2 separate regions of the Ovis aries genome follow, and region 2 is linked to region 1. A link is a contact called in public Hi-C data. All regions are on one chromosome and are shown on one strand. Each heading gives the region's core, a stretch centred on a gene start, on an enhancer-like site or on the middle of the called end of the contact. The rest is flanking DNA. Distances are from core to core; before and after follow the strand shown. Region 1 has its middle 39 kb from the start of TRNAG-CCC. Region 2 has its middle 82 kb from the start of TRNAC-ACA.

What was found. A called contact is a pair of places that touch in the nucleus more often than the background predicts.
Region 2: a Hi-C map of liver shows a contact between it and region 1, with 5 times the contacts expected there. The contact joins two enhancer-like sites. A contact is called at or near these places in 3 of 16 Hi-C or Micro-C datasets (blood and liver).

The regions. Positions count from the first base shown.
Region 1 is chr5:92,819,523-92,823,830 of ARS-UI_Ramb_v3.0, forward strand. No RefSeq gene overlaps it. Among named protein-coding and RNA genes, the nearest start is that of TRNAG-CCC, 39 kb to the left of the region's middle. Within about 2 kb of position 2,534, at least 6 of the 54 cell types and tissues checked have an H3K27ac peak or open chromatin away from gene starts, as enhancers often do. A contact at or near this core is called in liver, where this site is marked.
Region 2 is chr5:93,294,562-93,299,079 of ARS-UI_Ramb_v3.0, forward strand. No RefSeq gene overlaps it. Among named protein-coding and RNA genes, the nearest start is that of TRNAC-ACA, 82 kb to the left of the region's middle. Within about 2 kb of position 1,275, at least 5 of the 54 cell types and tissues checked have an H3K27ac peak or open chromatin away from gene starts, as enhancers often do. A contact at or near this core is called in liver, where this site is marked.

The DNA.
Region 1 (4,308 bases), core at 1,284-3,783:
CTGAAGCTCCAATACTTTGGCCACCTGATGCGAAGAACTGACTCATTTGAAAAGACCCTGATTGGGAATGATTGAAAGCAGGAGGAGATGGGATGACAGAGGATGAGATGGTTGGATGGCATCACCGACTCGATGGACATGAATTGGGTAAACTCCAGGAGTTGGTGAAGGACAGGGAGGCCTGGTGTGCTGCAGTCCATGGGGTCACAAAGAGTCAGACACAACTGAGCAACTGAACTGAACTGAACTGACAATTTGAGAAGGGTTGCAAGGACCATCATTCCCCATTGTGCTGGTGAGTATCCTTCTCAGGAAGATGGCGCCTGGCATTCATGAAGTATGTGGGCCAGTGTATTGCTCAATCTTCTCAGGTTGACAGTATTGGTTTTCTGTAATTTGAGAGGAGTGTGGCATGTCAGCTCAGCTTTCCTCATGCACCCCTCATCTCTTCCTGAGGGTTGTTGGCCTTGTGGAGATTTCCTGGAAGTATTTTTAGTGTCTGAGCCTCTGTGTTTGCTCAGGTATCTGGGGCCATGGTTCAGCGACTTGCACAGAGGCACCTGATGGAAGTGGTGACTGGAAAGCCCAGGAATTGTCCAACAGCTCCCCTACTGCTTTCAGCTGAATTACCACAAATTTTCTGATAACTGACCTTCCAGAATTACAGGGTTTCATTAGCTACCCATCTTCATGCTAAATCAGGGGGGGGAAAAAAGGATATATTTTGGGGTAAAGCAAAGGAGATGGATTCAGTGAACATTCACGCACCACTGTTTGCCACGGTCCCTTCTCCCTGTCTTTTTTTTTTCATGCCGGCTGGACTTCCCTGAGCCTTGCGTCTGTGGGCAAGGCTGCCTGGGGAAACAGCTGAGTCACAGCTTTGCTGCTTCTCTATAATTACAAATTTTATCACCTCATCTGACATAGAAAGGGTGTTGGTTGGAAATGAAATACACATTAGGAATAAGCTCTTTAGAAACAGCAAAAAAAAAAAAAAGCCTTTCATAATTATGAAAGGCTATTTTTTTAAGAGTCTGGAGCTAAGGTTATGACGAGACAGAGGAGTCATCTCCCCTTCCTACCCCTACAATCATTCAGCCCAGAACATTCAAATCAACACTGTACTTTTTCCATTCTATCAACTCATCTCCTGGTTATTTTGCTTCATGTCCATAGCACACGGGTCCAGCTAATGCACCATATCAGCCACCACCAACCCCCCCCATCTCTTCTCCCATCTTCTTTGCTGTCCAAGACTCTTCAAGATCACCTTCATTATGAAATCTTCTTATCCCCGCCCCACCCCCCACCCCCCGCCCATAGATACTCCTTCACGCTGTATCATTTTGCTCTAGGAACTTGAAAAGCAGTGTTCTTGGGTCATTCTCTGTGTCCACCACATCTCCAAAAGGTTTGCTGTTGTTGTTTAGCCGCTCAGTCGTGTCTGACTCTTTGTGACCCCATGGACAGTAGCCCCCCAGGCTCCTCTGTCCATGGGGATTGTCTAGGCAAGAATACTGGAGTGGGTTGCCATGCCCTCCTCCAGGGGACCTTCCCAATCCAGGGACTGAACCTGTGTCTCTTGTATTTCCTGTACTGGCAGGCAAGTTCTTTACCACTAGTGGCACCAGCGAAGTACCTTTTTATTCTCCTTGTGGCTCTTCCTTCCACGGGGCAGTCTTCAGTATGATCTGATCTCAGATCTCCTTGTTTCCAACTTAAATCAACCAGGTGCCCTCCCAGCCAAGCTCAGAACAAGGCCCTCCCTTCCCACATGTACATGTGAACCATCCCCCAGTATAGCCAGGGCCTGCCAACGAGTGACGTTTCCTCTTCCTCCTCTGCCCAAATGTGACCTTGCCGATACCATCTCCTGTTAGACGACCGATCCGGATGTTTCTGTTGCCTGGTGGTTATTTTGCCACATGCTTCCTGGACAGGTTTCCAGGTAACCTTAATGGCTGTGCTTCTGGGGAAGGAGGAGTAGAAAATAACTCACCTCTCCAGTAAGTGGCTTTCAAAATATAACAGCATTTAAAAGCTTTTAAAGAGCAGCTCTCTCCTTCCGGCCGCTCGGGCCCTGTTTGCTTTGTGATAGGAGTCCCCGTAAGGCTCCATGCTTGGCAACCTCTGACTCGGGCAGAAGGCAGATTTAAAGGCCGGGGGATTGATTTTTCTCTGGAGGGCTTTTCCATAAGGGGCGTGGGAGGGGAGTCTTTAAGGGAAGCGGTGATCAGTGAGATTTGCCACTCCGTCTGCTGTGTGAGGCTCAACACACTCTTTGTCTCTACAAGCCAGCCCCAAACCACAGAGTGGGGCAGTTTGTCCTGGAGAGGCTGAGACGACCAAGACCCGGAGGGTAAGAGGTTGGGGCCGTCACAGCCTCTCCTCCCACTTGCATTTCCATCCGAAACTTGCAGGGGAGACGTCCCTGAAATTGCTGGTGTTTTGCTTTGATGTGGCCACAGTGTGGCCATCCAGGCTTACTGTGGTGGGGCTGGGTCCCGGGGCTCAAACATGGCCTGACTGTCCACTTTTGGAAACTGGGAGGCGTTTTGGCCTCTGCCAGGGCTTGAGTTTCCCGTCCCTAGAGCCTTGAGCAAGACTGTCATGTTTACCAAATCCTAGCCTCATGGTTCCTCCTGTCAGGGCTGGAGGAGAAGCAGGCACATCATATCAACTTGACTTGCACCTTCCGTCCCTTTGTCTCTGCCCAGCGTGGAGTAATGAGGGGGAGGCTAGCTAGAGGTGGGGTGTCGGGGGTGAGGGGAGGGATTGGTCGTGTGAGCTCTGAAAATACCATCTGGAAATTCTCACTGCGAATCACATCATTAGATCTTCTGTATACAGTTTTTATATTTTTTTCAAAAGTGAAGGAAAGGGAAAAGTGAAAGTGAAGTCGTTCAGTCGTGTCCAACTCTTTGCAACTCCATGGACTGTAGCCCACCAGGCTCTTCCATCCATGGAATTTTCCAGGCAAGAGTACTGGAGTGGGTTGCCATTTCCTTCTCCAGGGGATCTTCCCGACCCAGGTATGGAACCCAGGTCTCCTGCATTGCGAGGCAGATGCTTTACTGTCTGAGCCACAGGGAAGCCCAAACTATTTTTAAATTCAAATTAAAAACCTACACTAGCTTTTAAATGCTCCGGACAATGTAGCGGATTTTTCGTTGTTTAAGGAATGCTGCTTTGAGTCCTCTGAAAGAGGTGCAGTCTCCACCTGGTTTATTTTCTGTGCAAATTTATGTATTGACATACCATATCCAAGCATTCTAAAATCAAATGCTCACAAGTATTTGACAATATCTAATAGCTACTAGTGAAGTTGCTCAGTCCTGTCCGACTCTGCGACCCTGTGGACTGTAGCCCACCAGGCTCCTGTGTCCATGGGGTTCTCCAGGCAAGAATACTGGAGTGAGTTACCATTTCCTTCTCCAGGGGATCTTCCTGACCCAGGGATTGAACCTGGGTCTCCCACATTGGAGGCAGACGCTTTAACCTCTGAACCACCAGGGAAGCCCAATAGCTACTAAATCAAGCCCAAATCTTTTCCAGATTTATTTCATCCTTTGGTGTTGCCTTGAGCAGAGAACTACTTAACAACAGCAGCTGCTGCCCATCCAAGTTCACATTCATGGACACAGAGATGGTGGGCTTTTCCACTTTAGTGTGTGAACTGCTTTTCCAGGTTTAGGGAGAGCTTGGTTACATAGCATCTCCTAGGTCTTAAAATTAAAAAAAAAAAAATCAATGTCCATTTTATGTATTGGGTCTTGGGGGACCTAATTAAAATATGCACATAAGTCTTTCAGGAGACAGGAGAGAGAAGAGTCATGCACCGTTTTACATGTGTGAAGAGATAACCTGGTTTATTTTGATGTTCATCAACTCCTTGAAAATAGATTGCAGACCACCACCACTAAAAGTATCATTTGGCTTTAAAGACTGAACGTACTGTAGTTTCCTTGGGTTGTTGCGTGGAATGGTGGAACCAGAGGAGCCAAATAGTGCATCTTAAGGCAGATTGAGGTCCAACACGTCCCTGCTTCCAGCAGGATTCACTCCCTGGGTCACATCAGCTGTGGATGGAGGTTTCACTGGTGGCTGAAAACCAGCCTGTCAGATGTTAGAGAGCAGGGCATGGTGATGCCTGTGGAGTTCCCACAAATCAAAAACATTAAGATTCATTCTCCCCTAGCATATATAATTCAAAACAAAGCCTGTGCAAAGCTACAACGTAAATATAAAAGATTCTCTTATGGTAACTTCCCGATTGGTGAAAACACTTTGAATTCTTACTTGCTCTTT
Region 2 (4,518 bases), core at 25-2,524, 470 kb after region 1:
TGGGCTCCCCTCTGGAGTGCAGGCCCCTTAGAAGGAAGTCAAAGGGGGACTTTTCTGCCCTGGTTTATTTGGGTGTCTGCTCTTGGAATGTACACCACCAGGCAAAGCATGCCCCAGTGCTCTGCTTGGAAAAGAAAGATGCAAGTAGGACTTTGGAGTTGGGTTAGCATACTTCAGTGGCATATTTGAGAGGCCCCCAGGTGAACTTGAGGGTGCTACAGAGGCAGGCAGGCTGTGTGGGGAGTCTGGGAGAGGAGGCAGCCTTGACAGATGGTACCCAAAACTCCCGTGGTCATTTGCATGGGTGTGAACAGTCAGCTTCCCCCTGCCTCGCAGCCTGTCCCTCATCCCTCTCAACCCTAACCTGGGCCCTTCTTTGCATATACGTGCTTTGCAAGGTGCCTGGTGCCATCTGCAAAGTGACTCATTTCGCCTAAGAAAACTGACCTTGCTACTCATCCTTAGCAAGTTCTACTGGCACCTGGGTGCTTTCTGAGAAGAGCAAACATTGAAGCTATTGAGCTTTCTGAGAAGAGCAAGCTATTGAAGACCCTGGGGAAGGGTCTGGTATTGAGACGTTTAATTTCTTCCCATCTCCCCACACGTGCAGCAGCCTCCAGCCTGGGGGATAACAAGGGACTTGGCACGCACGCACAGGAGATATACTGTGGTCCAGGCAGACAGGCAGCTGTCTGTTTTCTTGCTTTCTTTGTATTCAAGAGATGTTTTATACCCATCTTCAAAGAACTGTTCACCTAACTGAGGAGTATCTGGTTAGCAAAGACTCTGTAGTTGAAAAAGTTCCTGGATTTTTAAGCTTTGGTTTCCAGAGAACCTTGTCACGGAGCAGATTGAACTTTGAGGTGAATGGTTTATGTTATTTTTCATAACAAGGGGCATTTTGTTGATAGCTAGACCCCTTACAGCAGTAAATTATCTGCTTACAAGTATCAGGAGTTGCAAAGAGAAATAAACCACAGTCCCACACTTTATTTCTCATGCTTGTTTTCAAACACATGACTTCAGAAAATGGGACTATTTTTATATTTTCCTTTTCAATTTTTTTCCTTTTTCTTTAAAATCTGGGTCTTCAGTACCTCTTGGTGCCTATTCAACACCCTCAGCCAACAATTACCACCCCTGGTTCTGGCCTGAGTGTTCATATTTCAGCTTTTTGTGGCTGTCATTGTTAAGGAGCTGTGTCTATAATTCAGGTTTCAGAGCTGCAAGAAATTGCCGAGGTCATAGAGTTCAGTCACCCTGGTTGGCTAATGAAGTGGAGACCTGAACGGGAAGTACTTTGTTTCAGACTGTGCAGCTAATCTCTAGCAGAGATGAGAGTAGAACCCTGACCCTCACTCTAGGCCAGGCGCTATTTTCATGTAGGACATTGTGCCACCCTTTACCTTCTCCTTATTTCTGGCCTCCATTCTTTGGGCTCTCTAGAATGTAAAATTATTGGACATAAAATTATAAGCCATAAAATTCCAAGAAGCCCTGTTTAATCTGAGTTTTATTTTTTTAAGCAGATGGCAGCAGATACTAACCCCAGCTGCCTTAAACAATAGCCCATATCTTATTGATGGAAATTCTCCATGCCAATCTTTATTTAATTCACTGTTTCCTAGGATCCTCATCCTTTCCAGCTGGTTATTAATTATCAGGCAATATCCTCTTGAGCTGTCTCTACTTCTTAATTACCGTATTAATTGTATTCACATAAATTGATCTCTCTGACATTCTAACTCTGACTCACTGAGGAAATAAGTCTAATATTCACAAGAGACTCCAACAATCTCATGACCTTAACTTATTATTTCCATTATGCAGACTGATATCACTAGAAGCCAGATGAGACTGCTTTGCTGAATGGGCCTTTATCCTGATCATAATTGGAAGGTCCTTTAACAATTCTCTCTTGCACACCTTTCTTGCTTATTCAGATACACATGAGACTTATCAGTTCATTTCCACCCTACCTGCACTCTTAAATCTTTAACAAAGAAGGAATTTCCTCCCTCATATTACCTTGCTGCAATCCTTTATTTGCAATTCAAGGCAATTATAGGAGAGTAAACACGACTGTGTTTTAGCTCTTGGGTTTTTACTGTAACACTGCACCCTAAGGGCCTGATGCCAAAAAAACATTTAAAAACAATTTTTAAGTCAAGTTTTTATATATAAAGATAGTGTCTTAATGTGTGCTACTTGAGAACTCATTTTTTTCTTTCATGATCAGGTACATTACTGTTAACCCCACCCTTTGGCCCTGGTGCCATTTAACTTCTATGAAGTGACAAGAGTAAACAGGTCCTTATGTAAAAGTTGGTCATTATGCCCTACAATTCCTTGGGTATTTGCATTAGAAATGCTTGATTGGCAGGAATTAGAACTGAACATGAGAATCTCTATGAAAAAAACAAACCTATGGAAAGGAGTTAGAGAATTCCTCTGCACGTTTATTTGCAGTTGTGCGAAAAGTCAGCTCCAAAATCTTAGAAGGAAGGATAATATAAATTCAAAATGCCAAAATTTTTCATGATGAGAAAAATGTGCCACCTGGATGCCATAAGCGGACAGATTTTATTTTGGCTGGGAACTCAAGGATCCAATTGAATGGTCTACATGAGTGAGTCTCTCCATGTATCTATGCACTGCAGAACATTCACCAGAGGTTCTCTCAGTTCAGTTGTTCAGTTGTGTCTGACTCTTTGCGACCCCATGGACTACAGCACGCCAGGCTTCCCTGTCCATCACCAACTCCTGGAGCCTACTCAAACTCATGTCCATTGAGTCGGTGATGCCATCCAACCATCTCATCCTCTGTCGGCCCCTTCTCCTTCTGCCTTCAATCTTTCCCAGCATCAGGATCTTTTCCAATCAGTCAGTTCTTCGCATCAGGGGGCCAAAGTATTGGAGCTTCAGCTTCAACATCAGTCCTTCCAACAAATATTCAGGACTAATTTTCTTTAGGATGGACTGATTTGATCTCTGTTCAGTCCAAGGGACTCTCAAGAGTCTTCTCCAATACCACAGTTCAAAAGCATCAATTCTTCGGCAGTCAGCTTTCTTTATGGTCCAACTCTCACATCCATACAGGACAGCTGGAAAAACCGTAGCTTTGAATATATGGACCTTTGTCAGCAAAGTAATGTCTCAACTTTTTAATATGCTGTCTAGGTTTGTCATAGCTTTTCTTCCAAGGAGCAAGCATCTTTTAATTTCATGGCTACAATAACAATCTGCAGTGATTTTGGAGCCCAAGAAAATAAAGTCTGTCACTGTTTCCATTGTTTTCCCATTTATTTACCATGAAGTGAAAGTTACGACCAACCTAAATAGTGTATTAAAAAGCAGAGACGTTACTTTGCCAACAAAGGTCCGTCTAGTCAAGGCTATTTCTCCGGTGGTCATGTATGGATGTGAGAGTTGGACTGTGAAGAAAGCTGAGCACCGAAGAATTGATGCTTTGGAACTGTGGTGTTGGAGAAGACTCTTGAGAGTCCCTTGGACTGCAAGGAGATCCAACCAGTCCATTCTAAAGGAGATCAGCCTTGGGTGTTCTTTTGAAGGAATGATGCTAAAGCTGAAACTCCAATACTTTGGCCACCTCACATGAAGAGTTGACTCATTGGAAAAGACTCTGATGCTGGGAAGGATTGGGGGCAGGAGGAGAAGGGGAGGACAGACAATGAGATGGCTGGATGGCATCACTGACTCGATGGATGTGAGTTTGAGTGAACTCTGGGACATGGTGATGGACAAGGAGGCCTGGCGTGCTGAGATTCTTTGGGTAGCAAAGAGTCGGACATGACTGAGTGAATCAACTGAACTGAACTGAACTGATGGGACCAGATACCATGATCTTTGTTTTTTTGTTTTTTTTCTATAAAAATCCCCCAAGATGTTTTTAATTTATAGACAAGCACATGTTAAAACTTATACAGAAAACCAAAGGAAAAATTGACATGGGAAGCTAAATCAATTTTAAAAACTATTAAGAAAATAGAAGTACTTTATCCATTAAAGAAGTACTTTAATGATAGCTACAGTATTCAAGATAATGTGGTATTAGCAGAGGTTTAAATACACAGATCAATAGGATAACATAAAGAACTCAGAAACAGACCAAAAATTAATATTCCCAACAGATTTTTTTCAACTAAGTTCAGTTTAATAGAGGCAGGATAGTCTTCAACTATTCAAATGGTGCCAGAACAACCGAACATCCCTAGGCAAAAAAAAAAAAAAAAAAAACACCTACTACCTAAGCTGCAAATGGTTAATACAAAAAGTAACTCAACATGTATCAGAGATTTACGAACCCAGAGCTTGCTGAAGACTGCTTAGATAAGACATGAAAAACCATGAAGAGGAGCCTTAACAATAATGCCATCAGTTAACATAACAGTAACGACATGGCCTACAATGGCAATACAAAACTAGGCATGTAATCATTGTAAGACCCCAAGAAGGGTTCAGAGTGGATACATGATTATTTTTATGTCTTTCTGTACA